Linked DNA regions of Macaca mulatta: region 1 is linked to region 2. Evidence: chromatin contacts called from public Hi-C data. All regions are on one chromosome and are shown on one strand. The core of a region is the stretch at or near the end of the contact, and the rest is flanking DNA. Distances in the headings are between cores, read along the strand shown. Region 1 holds the start of EBF3 (EBF transcription factor 3). Region 2 holds the start of MGMT (O-6-methylguanine-DNA methyltransferase).

The links. Hi-C and Micro-C count contacts between places; a contact is called where the count stands out from the background.
Region 1: a contact with region 2 is called in a Hi-C map of liver, with 2.7 times the contacts expected there. The contact joins the promoter of EBF3 here to the promoter of MGMT in region 2. A contact is called at or near these places in 2 of 14 Hi-C or Micro-C datasets (fetal cortex germinal zone and liver).

What each region holds. Positions count from the first base shown.
Region 1 is chr9:142,005,114-142,009,681 of T2T-MMU8v2.0, reverse strand. EBF3 (EBF transcription factor 3) reads left to right here and starts at 2,146. Exons shown (of 15, transcript XM_077945625.1): 1 at 2,146-2,873; 2 at 2,985-3,141; 3 at 3,509-3,572; 4 at 4,290-4,345. The coding sequence starts at 2,740.
Region 2 is chr9:141,517,651-141,521,883 of T2T-MMU8v2.0, reverse strand. MGMT (O-6-methylguanine-DNA methyltransferase) reads right to left here and starts at 2,142. Exons shown (of 5, transcript NM_001257605.2): 1 at 2,055-2,142. The coding sequence starts at 2,135. It overlaps LOC114670071 (a long non-coding RNA gene), which reads left to right and starts at 1,705. Exons shown (of 7, transcript XR_013397867.1): 1 at 1,705-1,791.

The sequences.
Region 1 (4,568 bases), core at 897-3,396, 490 kb before region 2:
AGCTGCATTTGTTGTCAAAAAGGTTTAAAACCCCTTTTCTTTCTGGGGCAGGATCGTTACCTTATGTGATGGGCTTATAGAACTTTTTTTTCCTCTTTAGTCAACAGTATCAGATTTAGAAGGATTTGTTTTTAAACCTTCTAATTTGGTAATCAGATTTAAATCGCCTTGGCGCGTGTAATCTGAATTAAAGATACTGTAAATGATTTTAAGCATGATACTTTCGTTAGCGCAAGGAAGGGGCACAGGCTGGACATTTTAGGAAGTGTGCTATAAAGGAAGCATTGTTTCCTATTTCCAACTTCATCTTTCCCGAAAAGGCACTTTGCATATTCTGACAATAACGCTTGCCTGGCCGCTGGCCCTGCGTGAGCCCCCAAGCAGCTAAACACGCAGAGACAAAGCGTTTCTCAAACCCACCCTCCCCCGATGGCCAACTTTATTTTGCGTTGTTTCTCCACGAAGAAAGTGTTCCCTACTACACAAGGGTCTGCCGAGAGTGGAAAGCGCTGGGCTTATTAGGAATACAGAAATTTTCTTTTAATTTATCATGAATAGTTTCCATACACTTTGATTTAAGGTTATTAACATTCTATAGACAGTGGCATCTTTAATATGTGGCGATCGCTTCTAAAGACTAATCTCATTACCCTCAAATAGTCATAAAATATGATTTTATTATACTTACGTATTTAATTAGACGGCCGGCACCGTAATGGATTTTGAGATGGGACTGGCGCAACAGCTTTGATAATTCACTTATCTTTGGCAATAGTCATTAACCCCCAACACCAGCAAAATAGATCTCTTTCCAACACATCTTTTTTCTCACTCCTTCCAAGAGGCGTGGGGGTCCCCAGATAACGTGAATCGGACTTCGATTTTCCCGATTAATTAAAATATTAACGTACACACGCTGCCAATTCACGGGAAAAGGGAGTGCTGCCCCAGACCCGGCGGGAGGAGGCTGCCCTGCGACACACTTGCGCCCTGCAATCTTTTTTTTTTTTTAATCAAAAGGGCCTGATTTCTCTTGGCAGGGAAGTGCCTGGGACAGTTCCTGGTCGTCCCCTGGGTCTCTGCTCTGTGTCGCGCAGACGTCCTTTGGGCGGGCCGCGCGCCTGGGCGCGGAGTCCCGGCTGCAGGAGCTGGGCCACGGGGCCCACAGGCTGCCCGCGCCCGGCTGCCCTCCTGATTCCTAGAAACCAGGTCGGGAAGCCGCGCGCCGCGCGCTCACCCGGGTCCGGCGGCTCTGAGGGCCCGGCCACAGAGCCCGCGGCGCCCGCTCGGTTTTTGGAGCAGTTGGCTCCAGGGCGGTCTGGCCACCGCGCAGGTCGCGCAGCCAGACACCCGGCTCCGGGTCGCCGGAGAGGCCGGGCGCGCTTCCCGTCGGCCCGGAGAGACCAGAGCCTTCTTTGTCACTCGCTGTGCGTTAAGAACAGGCCAGGGACCGGGGTCTGCCGCGGCCACCGGGGGAGAGGGAGCTTTTAGCAGAACCTGCCTCCGACGTGGATTCCCTGCCCGGCACTCGGAGGCCTCCGCCGGGGTAGGAAGCTTGGGGTGTCCGGCGGGGCTCAGAAGGGGACTGGCCGGCCCTGCAGCAGCCTTAGGTCTGCTTAGAAATCAGGCTGAGCTGCGCGCCCAGCCTTGGCCGGGGAGCCCTGGGCACCCCTCCTCCCAGTCCGTTGCCCGCTCCTCCCTCCGGCGCCCTCCCTGCGGTTGATCTGCCTCTTCCCACTTCTCCTTCGGGCGGCCCCAGGCAGAGCTGCAGCCCCTTGCATTTATTGCATGCATCTGGGCAACTTGGGGCGCTTCGGCATTTTACAGCCCCCCGCCCCGCCCATCGTGTTTGACTGTGTGGCAGGTTTTGCAGGCAGGTATTAAGGGGCCAAGCTGCAGTTGTGCAGCGGCTGCGTTTGTTTCTTTTCAAGATTTATTTGGGTGAGTAGTAACTTCCTTGGCCGCGGCTGGGCGCGAGGAGCCGCGGTGCGTGGCGGGGGGCGGCGGCGGCGCTCGGTGGCGCTCGGCGGCGGCGAGGCTCGCGGGGCTCGCGGGGCTCGGGCCGGCTCGCGGCGCCGTCAGGCAGTCAGTCGGCGAGCGCGGCGGCGGCGGCGGCGAGGGGCGCGGCGAGGGGCGGCCGCTCCCATATATGGCGCAGGCACCGCCCCCCGACGTCACCCTCTGACAGCGCCGCTCCCGGGGGCTTCGAGTTTTGGCTCCCGGGAAAGGGTCCATTCCTCGGGGAGAGAGGGCTGAGTTTTGTGCGCCTCCGTCCGCTGCGCGCGCCGCTCCAGGCCCCGCCGCGCCCCGCCTGCGCCCGGGACTGCGCCGCAGCACTCACTGCCCCGTTTATTTGTCTTTGGAGCAGGCGGGCCGCGCCAGAAGCGGGCGATCCCGCAGTGTCCTGCAGCCGCGGACGCCGCCTGGCTAGGATGACACCACGTTGAGCGCGCCTGCAAACAACAACAACAACAAGCGCCGCCGCGGCCACCGCGTCCTGCTTCTTCGAAGCGCCGCCGCCGCCGGTGGAGCCGCCTCCGTGCCCCTGGCTGTCCGGAGAGCCCGGCCGCTGGTGTATGTCGCGCCTGCCCGGGACGGGCTGAAGCCGGCGGCGGGGCCGGACCGCAGGCGCCGAGCAGGGCGAGGGCGGCCAGGGCAGCCGCCTGCCGCCGAGCCCCGAGCGCCGCTGCTCGAGGAAACGCTTTCGGCCGGGAGCTGCGGCCGCCGCCAACAGTTTTCATGTTTGGGATTCAGGAGAATATTCCGCGCGGGGGGACGACCATGAAGGAGGAGCCGCTGGGCAGCGGCATGAACCCGGTGCGCTCGTGGATGCACACGGCGGGCGTGGTGGACGCCAACACGGCCGCCCAGAGGTACGTACCGGCCGCCCCCGCGCGCCCCGGTCCCGGCCCCGGCCCGGCCCGGCCCCCTCCGCCGGCCGGCGCCGCGCTCCTCACCGGGCCGCTGTCTCTTTCCTCCCGCAGCGGCGTGGGGCTGGCGCGGGCGCACTTCGAGAAGCAGCCGCCTTCCAACCTCCGGAAATCCAATTTCTTCCACTTCGTGCTGGCGCTCTACGACAGGCAGGGGCAGCCGGTGGAGATTGAAAGGACCGCTTTTGTGGACTTTGTGGAGAAAGAGAAAGTAAGTGCAAACATACGATCACACCCTCTCTCTTTCTAGAAGTGGGAGTCAGGCGGTGCCGGCGCGCGGGGGTTCAAGTGCCCCCCTCGGCGGCGGGCACGGCTCCGCCAGGCCACCCCGCCGCCGCCGCCGCCACGTGCGGTCGCCCGGGACCGCTGAGGGCTGGGCAACTTCTCTGCGCCCTCGGACTTACTCGGGGCGAGGAGAACGCTGGGCTTCCAGCAGGAAAGTGACATCACCGCGCTGCTCCGAGCTAGGAATCCTGCCATGTGTGAGGCCGAGAGCCTCGGTCGCGGAGGGGGACCGAGCGCGGTGGCCGCGCCTGACACCGATCGCACTAAATGCAATTATTTATCGTTACTTTCAGGAGCCAAACAACGAGAAAACCAACAACGGCATCCACTATAAACTCCAGTTATTGTACAGCAACGGTAAGTGCCTGCTGCCTGCTCGCCGCCCCTGCAACGGCTGGCTCTCCTTTTCCGCGCTGGTGAAAGGACATAAAGATTTTGAGATTAAAATGACATGGATGTAAACACGAAATCTTCTCATGGCATAGAAGGAAAACAAAACATAAACGATCAATAAGTCGATGGCACTTCACATGATTAACCGGTGGGGCTTGAAGTAGAAAGTAAAAAAAAGATCGATACGGGCTCCAGCAGAACATCACTTTTAAGTGACTTTTTTCAATTTTGCAAATTAATGTTAATTATTGGGATGGGGGTAGCTCCATAAACGGAGCATAACTTACTTCCTGTGAACGAGTTTTTTTTTTTTTTTTAAATCCTCGAGAGACATTAGCAAGAGTTCAGCCTCTCACTCAGTTTCCATTTGGTGCTTTTTCTTTTCTAAAAATAAACGACCACATGGGCCCACCTCGCACAGCCACCAGGCCTGCTCTCCACCAGGCAAATTCCTTGCACCTTGAAATGCAAACCCTAAGAGTCTTAAGGTTCTTAATTAAGAAAGGGAAAAAAACTAAGCGAGAAGTGGTGGGGTTCTCTTTCTCCCTTTCAAAGGGATTGCCTAAGTTTTGCTGCATCACCGTGGCAGCAGTCCTGAGTTACAGACTTCCTGTGCCCCGTGTGCCCTCCCCAAGGTGCAGCACTCAAATCCTGATGAGAATTTGTCTCTGTTTTTTGCAGGAGTCAGAACAGAGCAAGATCTGTATGTTCGCCTCATAGATTCAATGACCAAACAGGTGAGAAAGTTTATGCCTCTGCACGAGTTTTCACTGCTGGGCCTGGGTTGTCCTGGGCTTCAGAGGCAAGGGCACTGATAAATGGATCTCATGTATTTGTTTTCCATTGAGCTTCCTTGACATGCTAATGAGAATTCCATATTTATTGGAATGAATGAAGCGATTGGTAAAATAGTTTATGTTGTCATTAGAACAGGACATATATGCTTTATTAAATGTCTTG
Region 2 (4,233 bases), core at 893-3,392:
TCCTAAACGTATGTCCTCTGCAAAACAGGACAATTTAGTAAGTTTATTTTATTATAAAATACCAGAAGAGTCAGGGCTTTGGTGTCCTAAGAAAGGGTAGGAAGAAGACTGGAGAGGAACAAACTCTAAGGGGGCAATGGGGAAGGCAAGTTCTTTTTCAGGCCTTCCTGCCCCCTTCTTCCTGCAAAAGAAGAGAGGAGGCCCTGATTGAGACACCTGGGAAGGAAACCCAAACAATGAAAGGTAAGCCCCAGGTGATATCAACGTAAGACCTCAACAAGTTTCAAGAATCTGAGCAGCTGAACAAAGTGCTACCCAATGTTACCTAGGGCTCTATTTCTTTCAACCTTACTAACAGCAAAGCCTTTTTAAAGTAGTGCCTAATACTATTAGTTAAATCGTTATTGTGATACAGATTTTTTTTTCCTTTGGGACAGAGTTTCACTCTCGTTGCCCAGGCTGGAGTGCAATGGCGCAATCTCAGCTCACTGCAACCTCCACCTCCCAGGTTCAAGAAATTCTCCTGCCTCAGCCTCCCAAGTAGCTGGGATTACAGGCACGCACCACCACACCTGGATAATTTTTGGATTTTTAGTAGAAACGGGGTTTCACCATGTTGGTCAGGCTGGTCTCCAACTTCCGACCTCGGGTGATCCACCCACCACAGGCTCCCAAAGTGCTGGGATTACAGGCGTGAGCCACCGTGCCTGGCCCAGATATTTTTTATTATTATTAAAATATATACATTGAAAAGTACCTGAGTATAGCTCTGTACTGGAGGCCTACTTCATCCAGGCCCCTGACTGTGGCAGATACCACCCCACTATTCAAATTCTAACAGGAGAGGGAGGGCCCAGGAAGACAGATACGACAGGCGGCAGAGTAAGGCCAGCTCTCCTCTGCTACTTGCAGGCACGCTCTGGGTCCCAGCAAGTATCCTGGCCCTCTGAGTTAATGTGTTGTTAACAATCAGCCAGGCTCTTGACGCGGTTTCCTTCAAAGTTTTCACAGCCCCACCCACCAAGTGTGCTAAGCTTTCGTTTTTTTTAAATCTGTTCATCTCTCAGAGTGTTTTAGCCACTGAGTGGGCCCTGAAAATAACAAAACCATCTCCTAGTCACCTGCCCAGGGATGGGGCAGATGACGGGAGAGTCTGCCTTCACAGATACTCTATAGGTTTATATTTGGATGTCTATGTAAATAACCAGTCTAATTCTCAGCTCTCTGTGCTTAACTCTCTCTGCTTAATATTCTACTGAGAACAGCTGTGGTGACCCCTCTCCGGACCAAGCCGCTTCCCTCAGTCTGATGATGGTCCCAGCAGGCAAAGGTTGCACACACATGTACAAAGTCTGCTTTCCAGGATAGAAAGCCAGCTACCCAGCTGAGGCAACTGAGAGCAAACACCACCCTGAGATTTCAGGAGATGATGAACCCAGGAGTGCGAAATACATAGTTCAGAACTCCTCTGCGGTGTTGTCACCAATGTGGGAATTACGGCGCCCAGTGTGTGTGGCTCTCCAGCGAGCCTTGCTTACTCCCAGGTATTGATGAATACAATTAGGGTGTGAGGTACACAAACACCAGCCATGGTTAGGAGGAGGCCCCTAGAACTTGGCCTCCAGCAGGAAGGAAATATGGGACTCTGCCCAAGTATGCTAAAGGCTTGCTGCAAGCCAAGGCCCGCGCAGGGGCTTCTGGAAGCTTCCCGGAGCAGCTGGCGGAGGGAAAGCTGGCAGCATGGAGGGGCAGGAAGAACCCGGGGCCCGGGCCTGGAGCCGGCACCCGGAGGTAAGGCAGGGGCTGCCACGAACCCCGCCACACGCCAGGCCACAGTCACTGCAGCGCAGCTTGGTCCAGGAACCCTAGGCCCGGGGGAAGGCTGGGCAACACTTTGGAGGCACTTGGGGCGCACCTGGAGTTCGCCCGGGGTAGGTGGCTGTCAGGGCGGCCCCAGACCCGAGTGAGGGCGCCTGCAGGACCACTCGAGACTGCCGCCGTCCCGAGGCAGAGCCCCGCAACTCTGCCGGGAGCGAGGCGACCCAGACACTCACCAAGTCGCAAACGGTGCGGACCGCGAGGACCTGCGGGCGCCGGCACGCAAAGCGTTCTAGTGGCGCGGGCCGTCCCAGCATATCCGGGGCGCGGGGGCGGGGCCGAGGGGGCGCGGGGCTGGCGGCATGGGGCGGGATCTAGAGCGGGGCGGAGCCGAGGACCTGAGAAAAGCAAGAGAGCGCGCGGGGGCGGGGCCGGGGCGCGCGGGGGCGGGGCCGGGGCGGGGCGGGGTGTTCCCGCCCGACCGGGTCGGCGCATGTCCAGTGCGGCGGCGCCGGACCTGAGCCACTCTGCGCAGCCTCGCTGGTGCCGACCCGCGGGCCCGGGTCCTGCAGCAGAGCTAGCTACTCTGTGCGCCTGACACCCCGGCCCTTTGGCCGGTACAAACCAGGCAGCGTCTTCCCAGCTTCCGCCTCAGGTTCTGTGCCTTAGTTTGCCAAATAGCCCATACCTTTTCCTGTCACAGGGATAGTCCGCGGGCGTGCAAGCGACCTGCCACGTGCCCGAGTGGTCCTGAAGGCGCGCGGGGGTCGTAGGACGGCGCCCGCTTAGTGAGAATCCCAGTCCTGCTCGGGGCGGCTACACTGAGCCCGGAGCGCGAGTCTTTCCCCTCCTGAGGCCGCTTCCCGGGTCAGGGACCCTCAGACCAGCAGAGACCCTGTCAGGGGGCCGTGGGGCAGCCTCCAGGGCCTGTGGTGGGCGGTCCCGTCCAGGCGCTGTAGTCACCGATGGCCTAGACACGGCCAGGGCCTGACTCAGTCGCTCTGCAGAAAGCGCACAGGGTGCCAGGCCCTGCTTGGGGTTGTGTGGACATTATTAGGAGCTGAATTGTGTCCACCAGAAAAGCTATGTTGGAGTCCTAACTCCCAGTACCTCACAGTGTGACCATACTTGGATATGGGGACTTTACAGAGGTAACAAGTTAAAATGAAGCCATCAATTAGTGGGCCCCTCATCCAGTAGGACTCGTGTCCTTATAGGCAGAAGGCCGCGTGGGGAGGAGGAGTGGAGGGCTGCACCTGCAAGCCGCCAGAAGCCAAAGAGGACAGACTCTTCCCTGGAGCCTTCGGAGGGAGCAGGGTCCTAACACACCTTGGATTCAAACTTCCGGAAGTGTGAGACAATAGGTTTCTGTTGTTTAAAGCCACTCAGTGTGTGGCACTTTATTATGGCAGCCCCAGGCAATGGGTACGGAAACCATTGTCTCTAACATGGTTGGCATAACCACCCCAGGGAGTAGTATCATCCCTGGAGGCTTCGGAGAGGTCACACACCCCTTGGCAGTTTCAAGGATCCCATCCGATGCCCACATGCTCTAAGGCACCATGCTATGGGCCTTCTAGGTTCTGTTATCTTGATGGAAAGGGGTCTTCGCCTTCCCAGTGTAGCTTCCCAGCTGGGATTTGGCCAATGCTCATACCTTCGTATTTGTGACTTGCAGGATCCAACATGTTAGCATGAGTGATAAGGGTTGTTCAGAGGAGAACTTCAGCAGGATTTGCTTTGGGATGAGCCCCGGTGACAATACAGGCTGCATCATTGATCCTCTGAGGTTCCTCACCCTGGACCGTGCCTTGGATGAGACATGTTTTAAATGGCTGCTTGTGGAAAATAAACTAGGCCCTGAGTACACAGTATAATGGTCAAATCAGGGCACTTTTTCCCCACTGAGCCTGGACACAGCCTCGGAATCCTTCTTAATACTGTGTTCCAAGCAGCTATTCACATTTCAACTAATGTGGAAGGAGAGATGAAACATGTTTGGCCTTGGCTCTGGTTTTTTCTATCAGCCTTCTGTAAGACTTTGGGAAACTCATCTGACTTCTCTAATCCTCAGTTTCATACTCTGTAAAGGAGTCTTATGATCATGTACCGTGCATGTATACAAACTATCCTTCCATATTAGGCCATGTGTGCATAGGGAAAATAAACCACCAGCACCACACCATACTACTGAGAAATGATGCTATACACCGGGCCGCTTACAGCCTGTTACTACCAGGACCCAGTTAGAACCAGGATCCCAATAGAACCGAAGGAAAAACAATGCCGAAATGGAATCAGAGTGCCGACCAGTATTCTAACAAGTGTGCTGTTAAGTAGTTTTGCAGTTAACACAGGACTCATACGTTTATCTGAATAATATTTTCAGACGAATACCTAAACTCTTAAGAAAAA